Regions from separate parts of the Sus scrofa genome. Here region 2 is linked to region 1. The links are chromatin contacts, called in public Hi-C maps. All regions are on one chromosome and are shown on one strand. The core of a region is the stretch at or near the end of the contact, and the rest is flanking DNA. Distances in the headings are between cores, read along the strand shown.

What was found. A called contact is a pair of places that touch in the nucleus more often than the background predicts.
Region 2: a contact with region 1 is called in a Hi-C map of heart right ventricle, with 6 times the contacts expected there. The contact joins two enhancer-like sites. A contact is called at or near these places in 1 of 47 Hi-C or Micro-C datasets (heart right ventricle) and 1 of 2 datasets of contacts at active chromatin or transcription factors (skeletal muscle).

The regions. Positions count from the first base shown.
Region 1 is chr10:7,296,236-7,300,244 of Sscrofa11.1, reverse strand. All of the region lies in intron 2 of ESRRG (estrogen-related receptor gamma), which reads left to right. Among named protein-coding and RNA genes, the nearest start is that of ESRRG, 73 kb to the left of the region's middle. Within about 2 kb of position 2,229, at least 1 of the 83 cell types and tissues checked has an H3K27ac peak or open chromatin away from gene starts, as enhancers often do.
Region 2 is chr10:7,511,634-7,515,642 of Sscrofa11.1, reverse strand. No RefSeq gene overlaps it. Among named protein-coding and RNA genes, the nearest start is that of ESRRG, 140 kb to the right of the region's middle. Within about 2 kb of position 1,947, at least 2 of the 83 cell types and tissues checked have an H3K27ac peak or open chromatin away from gene starts, as enhancers often do.

The DNA.
Region 1 (4,009 bases), core at 980-3,479:
TTTTCGAAAATAATCTCATGAGCTAAGTCAGTCACCTTCTCTTCCCAGTTCTGCAGAGGACGGAGGTGAGTTAGGCAGAGGTTCAGTCATTTCCCAAAGGTAATAGTAGTTGACGGCAGGTCTGAAAGTCATTCCTGGTTTTCGGCCTCCAGAAAAAGGCTCCTTTCTTTCCTGTGGTGAGCTCTTCCAATCGGTGTGGTTATCGCTGCATCAACCTGTTGGGTGGACGTGTCACACCTGTGTACCAATGAGGACTTTTCTTGGAAACGGAAAGAGAGGATCTCCCTTTGATGCAGATTTTGCTCTTGCTTTCAAGTCTGGAATACCGGCATGTGAGCTTTAAGGAATGACGTAAGGGCCATCGTTTATGGTGTTCTTTTGTTCCCTAGAATGCAGGCTGGGCACAGGCGAGAATCCTATGTCTTCCTGTGCTTTAGCCTCTGGGGTCCAGCAGATGCTATGGTGTCTTCCTCAGACAGTGGCTTGCTGCTCCCAAGGTCTGCCCACCAGGCTCTCTGCAAAGCAGACAGAGTTCCCTCCCAAGAGGTACTTCCTGCTCTGCGTGTTTGTTTTGAAGACGTAGGGTTCGCTAAGTACAGGGGACCAGAAAAAGAGCGAGGTACCAACCCGTTGTGTCAGAAGTGAAATGCAGCCCCAGGCAGCGCAGAAAAGAGGGAAGGGGAGATCTTCAGAGTTTCCAAGGTCAGTGCCAGTGTCATACCATCTTCTGAATCAGTTTAAGCAAATTCCCTAAAGTTAGGCCACTGGGCAAAAGACCCCAAGGTCTTTCTTGGGGGGAAAAACCGTAACTGCCCAGTTACCCCTTTTCTGTATTTAAATGATGGAGATGGTGAGCAGGGACTCAGAGGGGTGAAAGGGATGCCTTTTCTCCTTTTCCTTGAGAAGGTCATGGAGCCACCTGACCAACTGGGAGAAGGGCTGCTTGAGAATTTGTTGATAAGTAATCGTTTTCTTACCGTGTCCACTGAAATCGATGCAGAATGACTCCCTTCCACTGTTTCTCCAGATTTAAGTGTTTCTTCTAATAATGCATGATATTTGTATAGTGAAAAGTTTATGAAGTCACAAATTATTTCCTTTTTATAGCTGAATTAACTTAGCAAGGTGAATGAAGTGGCTTGTTCAGAGTAACACTGCTTGTTAACAAGTGTGCAGGAGAGTCTAGATGGAGTCTCCTGATAGCTAGATCTGAATTGATACTGCTTCTAAGAGATCCTGGTTGTGGAAGAAGGTTTGTATAGGGTAGGACTGAAGACCAAATGGCAAGAACTCTAGGAAGGGGATAAAAATAGCCCTGAGAATATTAGAAGAAACAACTTGTCATGTCTTTGTGTGTGCGTGTGTGTGTGCCATGTCTGTGGCTACAGGATGGTGCAAAGATTCTAACTTTGCCCTCAACCAAAAATGGAGGTCAGAGGTCAGGGATAGGAGGTGCCCCTGGGGGACCCACACAGAGGGCAGGTGAATTCCATCCCCCGCCCCAGTCCCTTTCCTCACTTAGGTCAGGCGGTGGAGTGGAAGGACATTCTCTAGTTCTCAGAAGATGGAGCTGCAGCAGCTCGAAGCAAAAGAGAAATGACCATGTACCTACAAACTTTGTTCCTGGTTATCTGTTGTCCCACGCACTTTGCCATGTAATAGAAGCATGATCCCTGTCAGTAATATCATCTTAGACACGAAGGGATAACTAAAAATGGTCCAGAGAGTGGCTGGACGGTGCAACATTCCTTCATCAAAGCAATTAATATCCTTGGGATAAAACTGCATTGGTCTGATACCTTAAAGTAGGGTTTTTTGTTTTTTGGTTTTTTTTTTCCCCATTTGGAATGAAACTTTCTAAGTTATGTGAATAGTAGAAGGTGGATAAAGCTGTGTTGGTCGGATACTTAGTTAAAAGAGGGGTTTCTTTTTTTTCCCTCTGGAACGAAACCTCCTAAGTCGTGTGACCAGGAGAAGGTGGAAAGAATTTGTGCTGTGTTCTCATCCAAGCTTTGTTTTGCTAATGTCAGGTAGATACAATCCTCACTCGTTTCTGGGTAAGAGGGTGACGTCCTTGGTTTGGCTTAATTCTAAGACTATGACAGAGAAATTATGTATTTGATAATGGCTCTGAAATCTACAAGTTGATCTGGCATCAGTCCGCATGGACCATAGATTCCTGCTGGGAAGTTCATTCAAGCTATTGCTGAGGCTTCCAAAGTACAGTATGTGACTGGCAGAGTGAACACACTGGTGCCCTATACGTGTCAGCTTTTTGTCCTCAAACCATCTTTAACCAGTTGCAGCGGCCAGCTAATGTTTCAACATTATTTTTAGAATGTCAAACTCTGATCATCACATGGACAACAGATATTTTCAGCTGAAGGATGCATGCTTAATGTGAAAATGTTGTGTGCATGCTAGAGCTTTACTCTGTATTTCTCTCCGTTGGATTATTTAATAATCAATTTGAGTAAAGTTTCACTTTAATACTCCTAGAAATTAGAGGAAAATATTGCTTACATTCATTTGCTGTGTTACACAGACACAGTACACAGCCAAGGTAAAAGATAAAAGATCAATTCCTATGGATCTCAGAGTTTCAAGCTTTTAAAGCTGTGTTATAGAAACTTTGTAATTATTGTGGGTAATCTTGCAGAAAATTAAATGTTGAGTTTGCATATGTGAAGAAGTTTGGACTGTTTGGCTCACCATAGCTTGTTAGTGCTCAGCATTTCACCATCCCCATCAGGCTTTGGGTTTCAGTTCACTGCTAGTAAAATGCTATTTGTAGCATGAGTGAAATCCCCAGCAGGGCCCGCAGCATTTTATGTTTGAGACGTATTTTAGAGAACTTGTGCCTGTTTCAAAATGGCGCTAGACCAATGGTTCTCAGCTTGGGGCACTTTTGCCCCCTAAGGGATTATGTTTGAAGACATTTTTGATGCTTACAACTGGGAAGAGGATGCTATTGGGATCTCGTGAGTAGACACTGCTGATGCTGCTAAACATACAATGTACACAGCAGCCCCTCCACAATAAGGAATTATCCAACCCACAATGTCAACCCTGTTGCGATGGAGAAGCTTTGCGCTTCCAAGATTTAAAAGGTAAGGGAGAAAGTAGGTAGCTTAAATATCTTCAGATTTAAAAAAAAAAAACGTGGATGATTTCCTGGTTAGAATTTTCCCCATGGGATGTGGAATAAAGGTGAAAAAGACAAACAAGTCATATATTTAACGAGTCATATATTTGCTGTAAAAAATAATGGGAGTAGAATATGCATGTGGTGGCCATTGAGCTACATAGGGCAGCCACCATCCCAACAATATCAATTGCAATGACTTATGTAGAGTTTACTGTGTATCAGGTACTTATGTAGAGCTTACTGCACACCAGGAACTGCCAGTTCTGGCTATCCAAGGATTCAGTTAATCCTTAATGCAGCTCCACTGAGGATGTACCACGCCTGTGCCCTTCAGTACTCAGACACTTCCGGGCTCAAGTCGGTCGGAACAAGGTGAGCTTCTGGCAGGAAGTGTAAGGAACAGAGCAATGGCTGCAGGGACAACAATACATTTGGAAAGAAGGCTTTATTGTTCTCAATGCCCCCAGTTGCTCAAGCTTTCATTCTACGGTGCTGTTGTTGCCAAAGTGCTTCTCTGGGAAACTAGGATTGCCATCATAAAGCAGGTTTATATTAGCTTCTAGTGGGAGGAAAAGGAAAAGGTTTTATAACACACTGCTTGCCAGTTCTTCACCTGGTTCCACGCCTGTCTTTTCCTCTCCAATAGCCATCCTCAACCAAACGGGTCTTCAGGTTGTATGTAAATGCTGAAGAAAGGAGTGTCCCCTGCAGCTCAGCCTTGTAACTTAGGAGGTGGGTGCTCACACGAGTGGCCGTCACTTCCTCTCTGGCTGCTGTCTGTCTCATCTCCAGAGTTTGCAGTGGGAATATGAGCTCCCTCTTTAAAATGCCATCACCGGGATGGATTTGATCCTCTCAAAT
Region 2 (4,009 bases), core at 698-3,197, 220 kb before region 1:
GAACCCGCAACCTCATGGTTCCTAGTCGGATTCGTTAACCACTGCGCCACGACGGGAACTCCACTATTCTTTTTTAACAATTAACCAGGACCTGCTGCAGAGCACCGAGAACTCTACCCAACATTCTGTGATCACCTATGTGGGAACAGGATCTGGAAGAGAATGGGCGTGTGTCCATGTAGAACTCAATCGCTTTGTCATGCAGCAGAAATGACCCCAACCTTGCGAATCCACTCTACTTCAATAAAACTTACGGAAAAAAAAAAAAAAAAAAAAGGCAGACATGAGGCTGAACACTCAAAAGGACGCAAGCCTAGGGATGTCCTGCCTCCCCCTGTTTTTAGGTTAGCCGTCTCCACCCCTTTTTTCTGGAGGAGAAAATGCATTTGACCACCGGCCCAAGTGGCCCCATCCGGCAGGCTCGGTAGAGTCGGGGCAGGAGAGGGCGAGCCTAAAAGTAGGGCTTCTTCTCAGAAATAAGTGCGGGATGAGCCAGTGGTAGCCACAGACACGGTCCCTCCCTCATAGTTGGTCTGCAGATATTCTCAGGGACTTGGAGGGCCTCAGACTTGGAGGAGGTGCCACGGGCTAACGCTGGGTCCGGGCCCTCGCTCTCGGAGCGATGGGTTGACAGGTGCATCCGCTGTCAGGACCACGGTTTCCGCCATGCCTAGGGACCAAAGTCAGCGCAAGAACTGAGAGAACAGAACTCCGAAGCGAATGGACTCACGCTCAGAACGTGGCCGACTTTTCTTTGCATCTTAGTGCACAAGAAGCGGGTCCAGCGCCTTTCTATGAAGAACAGTATCTATTTTCTACATTTTATACACTCCGAGTGCTGTCTTTTCCCTGTGGGAAAACATTTCTCTTTATTTACTTCTTCCCTCCACATAAAACATACACTGAACTGCAAGAAGGACCACTCCCCAGGTCCCGCTTTTTTGTTTTTTCTTTTTTTTTTTCCCTGTCTTTCCCCTTTTTCTGGTGCTACTTTATCACAGGATCCAGGAGGATTTCCACAATCTTATTAATATTTAACATTTATTGTTAGTCTCCTGAGCCACCACAGAGACATATATTATCTCTTTGCAAGATTTAATGTCATCCTTAGTGATTCATATTCTCGACGGTATGCTTTCTGCTTAGAAAAAAAAATCTTCATCTCCCAGTTACACTGTTCTGTGCCTGGATGAAGTTCCAGTGTTTGGGCCAAAGGAAGAGGTAGTAGACGGTGAGGTTATTTATACTTTGTCCACCAGGGATGCAAAGTTGTTTAATGGTAACTTGTGGAATTATTCAGCTCACATTCTATATTTATAATTCTTTTGAAGGGCCTTAAAATACAGACTTAAGTTAAATTAAAAACTTAGGGAGGCCAGCCTAAGCCTTATTTAACTTTGGACTATCTTACCAGCAAAGTTTGCTCAGAAGCTAATACCTACTATAAACTCAATATCATGGGATTGATTTGTCAATCAATGGGAATAAATTATTTTAAAAAATATTTTAGCAGAAGAATGTGCCATAAGGATAAAATTAGAAAAAAAAAATAGTGACAACACACCCCTGGGCAGTTTGGGGGAATTGATTTATATTGGCATTTTTCTACCTTCTGAATTTGGTTCTTAGTAAGTACAGTATGAGAGGGTTAATGCACAGTGGCTCCGAATTATGAGCCCTGCCCGTGAACTGAAAGGGACATGTAAGCAAGAGAGTTGAAAAATCAGGTTGTCCTCTGTTTTTAAATGTCAAAATTTATGGCAAGGTTAATTTGGTTACAACACAGTGAATATAAATGATGAAATTCAATACATGTTTTTCTCTAACATGAAAAAAAATACCGCATACCAACAATTAATGTGCTAACTGAAAATGAGTCTTATCTATTCTATTGGCAAACCTCACTTGGAAACAGTGCGTTGGCTGACTCTGACTGATGGGAACGCCAAAGATCTAAGCCTGATTCATTTTTTTAAAAATATTCTCCAGTGCTGATACCTATATTCCAAATTAGTCCTTCACCTAACTAGTGTTTTTGGCTCCAGTCCCATATTAAGAAGTTGAATTTGCTCTACAGAACATGCAGTTCAAAGCACCTAGGTTTAGAGGGCAGGCAGGCTTTGTTCTAATATTGACCCCATCTTTTACCTGTTGTGTGACCTGTAGAATAAGCCTTTAATCTTTTAAAAATATTCATTAGCATAATACCAAGAATAGCAACTGTACTTATTGAGCTATAACTATGCTTTAGTAATTTTCATTGGGGCGTCAGCCAGTCATTCCTGATGGATAGAAAAGTTCTCACATAAAATGAGTCAGATGACCTTGGCCACAACTCCTAGCTCTGCACAAAGCCACATGCTGTCACAGTGTTATCGCAGTCCCTCCCAGCTCCTGGAGACCAGATGCAAAGCTTGGCATGTTTAATAAAGGATCAGGAGTCCCCCCTGTGGTGCAGTGGGTTAAGCATCCAACTGTAGCGACTTGGGTTGCTGCAGAAGCGTGGGTTCAATCCCCCGCCTAGTGCAGTGGGTTAAAGGATCCAGCGTTGCTGCAGCTCAGATTCAATTCCTGGCCTCGGAATTTCCACATGCCATGGGTGTGGGTATAAGGAAAGAAAAAAAAAGTACCAGTGTGTCCCTTGTCAGCTCCAAGGTAAGTGTTTGTTGCTTTGAGTAGGGATGCCATTATCACTGTTTTTTAAGAAAACTACAATGAGGTATCACCTCACACCAGTGAGTGGCTATCCTCAAAATCTACAAATAATAAATTCTAGAGAGGGTGTGGAGAGAAGGGAACCCCACTACACTGTTGGTGGGAATGGAAAGTGGTGCAGCCACAATGGAAATCAGTATGGTGGTTCCTTAAAAAACTAAAAATAGAACTACCATATAATCCAGCAATCCCACTCCTGGGCATCTATCCAGAGAAAACCGTAATTTGAAAAGATACACGCGCTCCAGTGTTTATTACAGCACTATACACAATAGCCAAGACATGGAAACAATCTAAATGTCCATCAACAGAGGATTGGATAAGGAAGATGTGGTACATATATACAATGGAATATTACTCAGCCATAAAAAAGACTTAAACAATGCCATTTGCAGCAACATGGATGGACCTAGAGATTATCACATTAAGAGATGTAAATCAGACAAAGACAAATGCCATATGATATCACTTACATGTGGAATCTAAAAAAGTGATACAAGTGAACTTATTTACAAAACAGAAATAGATGCACAGACATAGACATCAAACATATGGTTACCAAAGGGGGAAAGAGGTAATAAATTAGGAGTTGGGGATTAACATACACACAGTGCTACATATAAAATAGGGAAGCAACAAGCAACTACTGTATAGCACAGGGAACTAGATTTAATATCTTGTAATAACTTCTAATGGAAAAGAATTTGAAAAAAGAATAGATATATAACTGTACACTTGAAACTAACACAGCATTGTAAGTTAACTATACTTCAATTCAAAAAAAGAAGCATCTTTTCTTTCTGCAGATGAGTCTAAACAGGAAGGGCATTTCCCCCCAAATATTCAGTCTGTGATTTAGAACTATTTCTATAAGGTTTCCTTTCCATTTAGTTAGTGCTCTGCTGTAGTCTGCTTGATTTCGCTGTGGCATTTTCTCTTCTTTTTGATGAAGATCTTTACGATAACCTTTCCCAACCCCAAGAAATAGCTGGACAATCTCCGGAACTTGAAAGGTAAGGAAGGGGGGTGTGAGAGAACAATCGACTTTTCTGGATTTTCTCTTTGTTTTCATAACTGATATTTATGAAGTGCTTTACTACGAATGTTATTCACATTATACAGATGAAGAACCGAAGCCCCCAGAGCTTGAATCTGCTGTCTAGCTCAACACATCTTGGAAGAGACAGAGCCAAGATTCTCCCAGGATACATTGCTTCTTGAGCTGGAGTTTGTAAACTTTGGCCCATCTTGCCACCTTCTAGAATTAAAAAAAAAAAAGCCCACTCTAGCCCGT